3 separate regions of the Mus musculus genome follow, and regions 1 and 3 are each linked to region 2. The links are chromatin contacts, called in public HiChIP or PLAC-seq and promoter capture Hi-C maps. All regions are on one chromosome and are shown on one strand. Each heading gives the region's core, a stretch centred on a gene start, on an enhancer-like site or on the middle of the called end of the contact. The rest is flanking DNA. Distances are from core to core; before and after follow the strand shown.

Region 1 (2,775 bases), core at 100-2,599, 190 kb after region 2:
GAAATGGGAAAGCTTTATTGGTGGAGAAGCCCTCTACTCTGTGGCAAGCACTTGGTCCCCCTCTTGGTCAAGCAAGAGGACTGACTGCCAAATCTCTGTGCTTCCATATGCCTTAGAGAAATGAAGGGGATCTCTTCCATCGCCTGTGGCACATCATGAATGAAATCCTCGATCTGCGACGGCAGGTGCTAGTTGGCCATCTCACCCATGACAGGATGAAGGATGTGAAGCGCCACATTACTGCCCGACTGGATTGGGGAAATGAGTGAGTACTGACAATGACAGGATGCTAGAAGGAGCCTAGATGTGACACCAGTTAAGCTAGGATGTGCTGAGTCCATTGGGAGAACTCCATCAAGGATGGAGCCAAAAAGCCACATCCATGGCTCTGGTGTGAGCACTGCCATCTTTTTTTTTTTTTTCTTTCTAATACCCTGTAGTATAACAGTATACAGGTTGTTACAATAAATATAATAATCATAGAGATTATTGATTAGATATGTTTTCTGACTAAAATGTTTTTTCTTCTTCTGTAGTCATTAGTTTTGAGACATGTATTTGATTTTATCGTATAACTCCTCTATATCATAGTGTAATCCAGAGGGAAACATTCATCTTACCAGTGACTGCTAAATGTCTTAGGACAAGTGCGCAGCTGTGAGACATTCTGGGAGGCATAATGGCCACTCTTCAAAGAGCTGTTAAGGAGGGCTCATGTAAAGGCTGCCAGTAACTGAGATCTACTCTTAAATAAAAATGTGGAGGACTTATTTAAAAATATCAGCCAAGCACTTAAGTAGGAAGTCTAGTTACTGGAAACTCCAAGCAAGGCTAATACTCTACAAAGTATGAATATTGATATATGAGTGGCTAACTAGAATAAACCAGCTTTGGCCCTGCTCCCCTCAGCCTTCCCTTTGATTGTATCAAGCTCCCATTTGCTAGTTGACCTTTAGTGGATCTCAGTACAGGATTTTGAGGAAAATGAGAAGGAATGTGGGACATAAAAGGAGAACACACCAGCAAGGAAACCATGAATAACTTACCTCTTTCTGGATCTGGAGAACACATTGGGCATACTGGTGGGTTGGATTTGCAGCATTTGGTTGGGTTTCTTCTTTGTGCGTGCAGTAGTCCTGAGAGACACAGCTTTCAAGGTGATCAGAATCTGACTGCATGTGCCCCTTATTATTTTGTGTGGTTGGTTAATTTATGTATTTATTTGTTTGTTTGTTTGTTTTGTTTTTATTTTTCTCCCTTGAGAAAGTTTCTCTATGTAGCCTGGTTTGTCCTGGACACACTCTGTAGACTAGGCTGGCCTCAAACTCAGAGATCTTCTTGCCTCTGCCTCCCAAATGCTGGGATTGGAGGTGTGTGAGACCATGCCCAGATCAGTTGCTCTTTATTCTTATTTTTAAAAGCCTTTGACTTTTTACCTAGTTACAGTTGGTTACTATTCCAGTCCTCGTTTAAATGAGGATTGGTTTGTTAATCGGGATGTTGGATCAAATTAGATTATCAAAAGTCACAAGGAAACATGGAATAAACTGAAAAACAAAGGAACAGACAACAACAAACAACCCTTTTCAGTTGGAAGAAGGAAAACAGAAGAAAGGGGAAGTGGAAGAAAACTGTGAGTCAGGGCTGTGCTGAGGCTATTTTTGACTTACACAAATTCTAGCTTATGCTCCATGCAGTTCTATGGCTAAGTTAAGGTAAGTTGGTAAAAAAAAAAAAAAAAAATGATATATGAAAATGAACAGCACAATTTAAACCATCCTTGAGCTCATGAATTTTCCCAAGCTCTTACTTCAGTTTCTTTAAATTTTATTGGCAATTTACTTAAGAACAATTTACAGCATAGAAATTATAGATTTGCCATATTCCTTTTAGGATAAATCCATCCCCTCATTAAAGATTGCTAAGTGGAAGGCAAATTAAGTTAACTCCTTTGCCTATTAAACTCGGTCATGTTGTCCTGGGAAATGATCTGTCACCTCATAAATCTCTTATCGATATAGGAAACATAAATTGAGAATGTGTTCAGTGTCAGATTGCATATCAGACTACTGAAGCGCAGTGGAAGGGCGTTCTTTGGGTTTGGGGAGCTTACATGAAGTAGGAAGGGAGCCATCTTGTTCTCTAACAGAATCAGTAGAAAATGATTTCTCTTCTGAAATCCCAGGAAGAATTAAAGTGATGATACAGAGTTCTGTCACCCATTGAGTCCATGATGGCCTCTGAATTCCTGTTGAGAGTACATGGAAGGGCTAAGAGCTTCATCCTTTTTTTCTGGTGTCACAGAGTATTTTAGTGGCAAGGCTAATATAAAATTTGTCCCTTTTTGCCTGGCTCCTGGCTTCCCATGTATTCTTGCTCCATCTGTTTTCTCTAAGCCTTGCCTACTTTTTTTCATATTCTTATTAAAGCACTATTCTGATTCTAGTCAAACAGTGGCTTATTCACTATTAGACTGTACCTATTAACCGACAGCAATAAGTAGCAACAGGTAAGATGCTTTTTCCACATTTATGAGAAGCTAGCAGCAACTGGTGACTCAGGCCATTCAGAGAACAGAAGCTTTGAATACTATTTCTTTCCATAAAAGCTCAGGAATGGCCTGAGGCTCACTGCTGGAGTTCATCTTGACTTACTTTTGTAGTGCTAGAGGTGCTTGGCCCTTCACAGATCTTTTCTTTCTAATGTTATTAGAGGGGAATCTAAATTCTCAGTTTCAGCATCACAAAGAAGGAATATCAATGACAGCCAGTAGGT
Region 2 (3,017 bases), core at 318-2,817:
AATCCTAGCATTTGGGAGGCAGAGGCAGGCGGGTTTCTGAGTTCGAGGCCAGCCTGGTTTAGAGTGAGTTTCAGGTCAGCCAGAGCTACACAGAGAAACTCTGTCTCTAAAAACCAAAACTAACCAACCAACCAACCAAAACCCCCACAAAAACAAAAACCATAAACAACGCCCCCCCCCCCCGCCAAATTATTAAAGCTTCCAACTTTATATCTTAAAATGTGGAATTTTGGTGATCTGGAAAAACATAAGTACGGGATATATGGCAAACCCATTGATAGGAATCTCACTCATGGAAAGTGGGAAGAAATTGCACTTTTATTTCCCTGCTACTGAGATAAAAAGCTGTGAAGGTTAAATGGAAAAAACATCAACAAGGACTGAGAACCCAAATTAACCCCCAAAATTAACACTTAAACAAAATGGGTGGGGAGTGGAGCGCGACCAAAAGAAAAGGTAGTCTATGATGAAAGTTTGACTTTTGGTCTCTACAGTGGAACTGAAGAAAGCAGCAAAGTCAGGTTGATACAAAGTAGCTGTGATGAATTTTAAAACCCTATTTTAAATATTCTGTGAGGGCTGGAGTGAATTTAATTCTCTTTTCTCTTTCTCTTAGAATGTAACATCTCCCAGGCTACAGGGCCAAATGATACCTGAGACACACACATCCTTTCCTTTTGAAGAGGACTACAACCTGCAACCAGCAAATAAGTATTAGAGAGCCGTGACGTGACTAGTCTCCAACTTGGAAACCGGTCCCAAACTACATAAAACACCTTCCCAGAGCCAAATTCAGCAAACCGGGGAGAGCGAGGGCTACAAGTCAGGAAATAGCGGCTAATCACAGCTTTACAGTCACACGTGTGCAACCCAGACCTGACCCACACCCACTTGGCGGCAAGTGCAAAGCACAGAATTCCAAACCGGAAGACAGCAAAGGAGCTTTCTCAGAGGCCGGGAAGGCAGCTCTTCACATTTTCTGCTCCCACCCCAAAACAGCTTCAGCCTGGCAACCTCCGTCTGCCCAACCCATATCTCTGGGTCCCGCCCGCGGCTTTTTCCCTGGCACCAAGGTGGTCTCCCAGCCGACCAGCTTCAAAGGTTTGAGCGGCTGCCAGCTGCACCTCGGGCACAGAAGAAGGAAGACAGATCACCCGCGCCTAAGGGACAGCACACTCACCTTCATGATCTGTGTGTCCGATTCCGCCGCGGACCCCGCGGACCCCAGCCTCCCGGGGGTCCACAGGAAGCCCCTGGACCTCACTAGCAGCCATTACCTGGCACAGTAGAAAGGGGCGGGCCGTAGGCGGGGCGGAGCGGTGATACACCAATAAAAACGCGCCTGGGGTCGCATGCCGCCTCACTGAGGGAGTTCCTACACGCCTATGCTGTGCCGTCACATTTTGGACCAATCGATTGTGGCGAGCCTAACTAGGTGCCCCGCCCCCAACCGCTGTAGTCCCGCCTCCTTCCGGAGCCGGGAGCGTAAGAACTACAACTTCCAGCATGCCGCGAGGCAGTGGGTAGGCAGCGCTGGACGGGCGCTGACGGGCGGGGGTGCGCCCGCGAGTGCCCCGGCGTGTTCGCTTAGTTCAGTGAATCAGAACAATGACTGCGCCGCCGGGTCCCCGGGAGCGCGTCGCAGGGCTGTGAGCAGCCGCGGCCGGCAGAGCGGCGGGCGGCTCCGCCTCGGCGGTGTAGTGTCAGTGCCGGCTCCGGAGCCCCGGGAGCAGACCCTGCCCAGCGCCGCAGCCCGCGCGATCCGCTGTGCTCCAGCGACACAGCTGCTCTTCGGGAGCGGTGCATTGTTGTGAGCCACTGGAGGGGCGCGGGGATTGCACAGCCCGGAGCCCCTCAACGCCCTTCATAGCCATGTGGATACCTACGGAGCACGAGAAATACGGCGTGGGTGAGTGCTCGCGGGCGAACTTTTACCACGCTCTGGTCCTTGCCCCCACGCAGCTCGCTCCGCTCCAGGCTGCAAATGCCAGGTCTTGGCATTGCACAGCGGGTCCCGGGCTTGGCCGCACCGGCCTCCGGCTGAGGGGCGAGCACTGGGGGGCTCGCTCCTCACCGTGCACTCGGCGCTCCTCGAACCCGATCCCAGAACGTCCGGACTGCCGCTCCGGTCTCTGCTGGCTGGCGGAGTTTGGAGCGGCCGCGGGGCGTGTTGCGTGTCAAGTTGGAAGGGGAAGCCAACAGGGTTTCTCTCCCTTCTACCCCTGCTGGCCCACAGCGGCAGAGAGCTGGCAGTGGGCTGCTAAGATTTCCCGGGGTGATGAGGGAGACCAGGAACCGGCTGCTAGAATACTCCCAAACAGTAGGGAGGCGCGAAGTCCCTGCGGCTGGGGTCGGCATTCCCAGAGTGCAGAGTGTAGCCCCTGTGACAGACGGAGTCGGGACGTAGCCTCCTTCCTCCCTCGCCTCCCGGGTGTTTGGGGTGTGTGTTGCGAGCAGGGGGGTTGGTAAATTTCAACATCTGTGCTCCTGCGCTCTTTGGTCCTTGGAGGGGAACCGAGATTTTGGCAGGGTTTTTACTTCTGGCCACCTTCTCTACCAGGGAATGAGCGCAGTGGGGGTCATAGAGGCCGGCTGGAAAGTGACGAGGGAGAGGAGGGTCAGAAAGCCTGGCTCTTAGAGGCTGGCAGGCAGCTTTAGGAGAGGACTACCCTGGCACTGATTTGAGAGAAAAAGGAACAGGATAGCATTCACTGTTCTGTGCAAAGGTGAACAACAAAGACCATTAATGTTGACTGATGAATACAGGAGGCTCCCTTCCCTTCCCTCCTCCCTTGTCGGTAGGATTACAGTTCCCGTTTTTGTTGTTTGATTTCAGCTGGGTACCCCCCTCCCCCTTTGACAGTCACTCCTTTTAGGGTTGAGACTATTAAGAAGCCAGGCTCACTGACAAGCCCGAATTGGCCAAATGCAATTATAACCTCCCAGAAGGTCTAACAGAAAGAAAGCATTATAGATTTTACTGACAATCTTCATTTCCTATAATGCCCCGTTCTGCC
Region 3 (2,795 bases), core at 2-2,501, 150 kb after region 2:
AGAATATCCTTCAGTGGAGCCAGCAAGCATCCGATAGCAATGAGATTAATTTGAGGAGGCTGGAAGTGATGAAAGGGAGACAGTTCATAAATGGCACGCAATGTGGATGAGCTGGAGGGAAGAGGCTCCTGCCACGTGAAGGCCAGGGCGCCTGACACAGCCTGAGAGATTAGTCAGGCTGGGTTTGCTTTCATTTCCTGCACAGTTATAGGATGACGTGACTTGTCTATATCAATATCAAGAAAGTTTTCATTAGGAAGAGCGGGAAGTTAAGTAAAGGGAGGGAGAAGAGGAAGGGAAGGGACAAAGGAAAAGAAGGCAAAGAACGCTGGAAGCAGTAAGAGAGCCAGCAGAATTAAATTTCCTCAGTCATTCATCTTAGATAAGTGAACAAATGCTGCCCCGCTCCATGGCTTTGCATGATAGACACAAAATCCAACGACGAAGCAAAGAATGGCTCCTCTGAATCAGCAATGGACGGTGATGAAGGCCACTGTCACTGCTGAGAGCCTGGATCATCACCCACTTCAGCACCCTCAGATCTAGTGTTCTTCCTGTTTGCTTTGCCTTGGTTGCTGATGTCTCAATCCTTTGACCTAGTTATTGATTGATGATGGCCATGGTTTCATACCGCTCCTACTGATAGCAAAATGTTCCTGCTATTTCTCTTCTTCTCCACAATGGTAAAATGAGTGCAGAAGGTAGGTGGGCATGCATTCGCCAAATAAAATGCAAGCTGTAGGAGAATATAGATGGGAGACTTCTGGCTTAGAAGGCATTAGAAGGGCCGGGATTGAAACTCAGTAATAGAGCACTACACTAGCTTGCATTCACCCCAAGATAAAAAACAAGCACCTTTAAAAAAAAGGAATTAGGGTTCATTCCCTACACACATTGCATCTCTGAGTATTTGCCATGAAGTGTGTTCAATACTTCACAAAGGGCAGACAGCAAAATTCGAGCTGGTTTTTAAAAGGTTGAGTAGGTAGAAATTTACAGAGCTGACTCTTTGCTGCTGCAGTTGTTGAGTCTGGGGTTCCCTATCCCTCAGAGCTCTTTTCATCCCCAGCCAGTACTGTCTGCCTGCCTAGGTTTTCCTGTGTCTGAGAGCTCAGAGCCTTAGAGGGTGGAATATCTTTCCTCCTCAGTCATGCTAAAGTTTCAAAGAACAATCTATTTAGACTTTGCTCAATTGCCCAGCTGGAAAAGGTATAAAACGCAGAGGGTGCTTCTCCCAAACTCCAGCCAATAAATAACAAGTTGTGTTCACTCCTGTGCTTGGTACAGCCAGGGCCAGCGTTTGTATCAGAGACAGGCATGCCAGCAGCACAGTTTTCTTTATTATGCTCTTTGTTGGTGATGTTGGTTTGGGGACAGGGGATGGAACTCAAGGCCTCTGCATGCTATGCCAGCTCTATGTTACTCATCTCCATCGTTAACCTTTAAAAAATTGATAGTTTAAAATAGTTGCCCCTGTGTTATGGCCTGGGTTGGCCTGGAACTCACTCTAGCCCAGAGAGGCTTTGAATTTGCAATCTTCCTGCTTCTGCCTTCCTATAGCTAGGATTATAGCAATGTGCCACTAGGCTTAGCTCCAGTTCTGGACACAGGTAAGGAGTTTTCTGCAAATAAAATGCTTCTTAACTACTTTGAATATGCAAATTCAAGTCCTTTTGAACCAGAAAGTCATATTTGCAATAACTTAAATATCCCAATCTTCCCTGAACTATTATAGCTATTTAATTGTCACAAGTGATACTGTTTCACCTCAGCCATGTTTTCACAAGTAATTTCTCTCTGGGAGGCATCAGTAGTTTACCCTTCTCTTTCTAAGGATTAAGTGAGATCAGCCGGGTTCCCATGAAAATCGCCTCTCTCAACACAAGCAAACCACCCAGTGAGTGCAATCATCCTCTCCATTGACACAGCTGTCTGTTGGAACTAATGCATTTTCACATCAGTGCAAGAGGACTGCTGCCTGACATTTCGGATTATCTAGCTAAAGTGACAAGGTCTGCTATTCAAACTAGCACAGAAATTCAATGGTTAATAAAAGTTCTTATCCCGTGTCAGTGCAACTTAGCAAAAGATGTTACAAACACCACTTGTTTGTTGGTCCTGGGCTCAGAACGAATAGTGACATGTTATGAGTTATTTTTCTCCACTTATTTTTGTCTCTCAAAACTGTTCATGGTTTTCATGTTTACAAAGCAGCTCCTATCCAGGGCCTGTATGTAAAAGAAACGATTCTATGTTACATAGCTTGAAAAGTTAAAAATGTTTTCTAGCTCTAGTAGCATCCGTCTGTACCCAGCTACTGGGGGCCAGTGCTCCTTTCTCTTATGGTCAAGTGGCTCAGATGGATTAGAGTGGCACTGAGGTTGTTGGGATGCACGCTGAAGAAGTGGAACTCATCAGGTACTGTGGGCGCATTAGTTACTTTTTGCTATGGACAAATACGCGACGGGTACCTTACATACCATTTATTTTTGGCTCATTGTTTAAAGAGATGCAGGCAATCTCTTTAATACACTGGCTAAAGCTTGAGGTAGCTGAGGGATGGATGCTAGGCCTCAGCTTCCTTTCTATTCCCCCTTCGGTTCAGCCTAGGACCCTAACCAATGGGATTGTGCTTTCTTCCCATAGTAAGGCTGTGCCTTTCTGCCCCAGTTAAACCACTCAGGAAGCACCTCGCAGACACACCTAGAGATAGGTTACTACAGGCTTCCAAATCCAGGTAATGGGACGTAAAAAATCAACTATTATACTTTGGATTCAGGAGACATCAGTGACAA

The links. Promoter capture Hi-C pulls out the DNA fragments that hold promoters and counts their contacts. HiChIP or PLAC-seq counts read pairs in DNA pulled down with a chosen protein or histone mark.
Region 1: a contact with region 2 is called in an H3K4me3 HiChIP or PLAC-seq map of bone marrow-derived macrophages, with 3 times the contacts expected there. The contact joins the enhancer-like site here to the promoter of Dock4 in region 2. A contact is called at or near these places in 9 of 39 promoter capture datasets (the 3T3-L1 cell line, 3T3-L1-derived adipocytes, the HPC-7 cell line and 4 more), 1 of 15 datasets of contacts at CTCF or cohesin (large pre-B cells), 5 of 484 Hi-C or Micro-C datasets (the N1E-115 cell line, bone marrow-derived macrophages, cerebral cortex and 2 more), 11 of 115 datasets of contacts at active chromatin or transcription factors (bone marrow-derived macrophages, cardiomyocytes, embryonic forebrain and 6 more) and 2 of 9 other capture datasets (adipose tissue and macrophages).
Region 3: a contact with region 2 is called in a promoter capture Hi-C map of liver. The contact joins the enhancer-like site here to the promoter of Dock4 in region 2. A contact is called at or near these places in 5 of 39 promoter capture datasets (cranial neural crest, hippocampal neurons, liver and 1 more), 3 of 484 Hi-C or Micro-C datasets (bone marrow-derived macrophages and cortical neurons), 8 of 115 datasets of contacts at active chromatin or transcription factors (bone marrow-derived macrophages, embryonic hindbrain, embryonic midbrain and 5 more) and 3 of 9 other capture datasets (adipose tissue, liver and macrophages).

What each region holds. Positions count from the first base shown.
Region 1 is chr12:40,635,967-40,638,741 of GRCm38.p6, forward strand. Dock4 (dedicator of cytokinesis 4) reads left to right here. Exons shown (of 53, transcript NM_172803.2): 6 at 117-265. Among named protein-coding and RNA genes, the nearest start is that of Dock4, 190 kb to the left of the region's middle. Within about 2 kb of position 1,350, at least 5 of the 459 cell types and tissues checked have an H3K27ac peak or open chromatin away from gene starts, as enhancers often do. A contact at or near this core is called in bone marrow-derived macrophages and microglia, where this site is marked.
Region 2 is chr12:40,444,486-40,447,502 of GRCm38.p6, forward strand. Dock4 (dedicator of cytokinesis 4) reads left to right here and starts at 1,568. Exons shown (of 53, transcript NM_172803.2): 1 at 1,568-1,909. The coding sequence starts at 1,873. It overlaps Zfp277 (zinc finger protein 277), which reads right to left and starts at 1,305. Exons shown (of 12, transcript NM_178845.3): 1 at 1,181-1,305. The coding sequence starts at 1,274. Gm40406 (a long non-coding RNA gene) reads right to left here and starts at 1,174. Exons shown (of 2, transcript XR_872699.3): 1 at 1-1,174.
Region 3 is chr12:40,596,065-40,598,859 of GRCm38.p6, forward strand. The region is part of intron 1 of Dock4 (dedicator of cytokinesis 4); the gene reads left to right. Among named protein-coding and RNA genes, the nearest start is that of Dock4, 150 kb to the left of the region's middle. Within about 2 kb of position 1,252, at least 14 of the 459 cell types and tissues checked have an H3K27ac peak or open chromatin away from gene starts, as enhancers often do. A contact at or near this core is called in hepatocytes and liver, where this site is marked.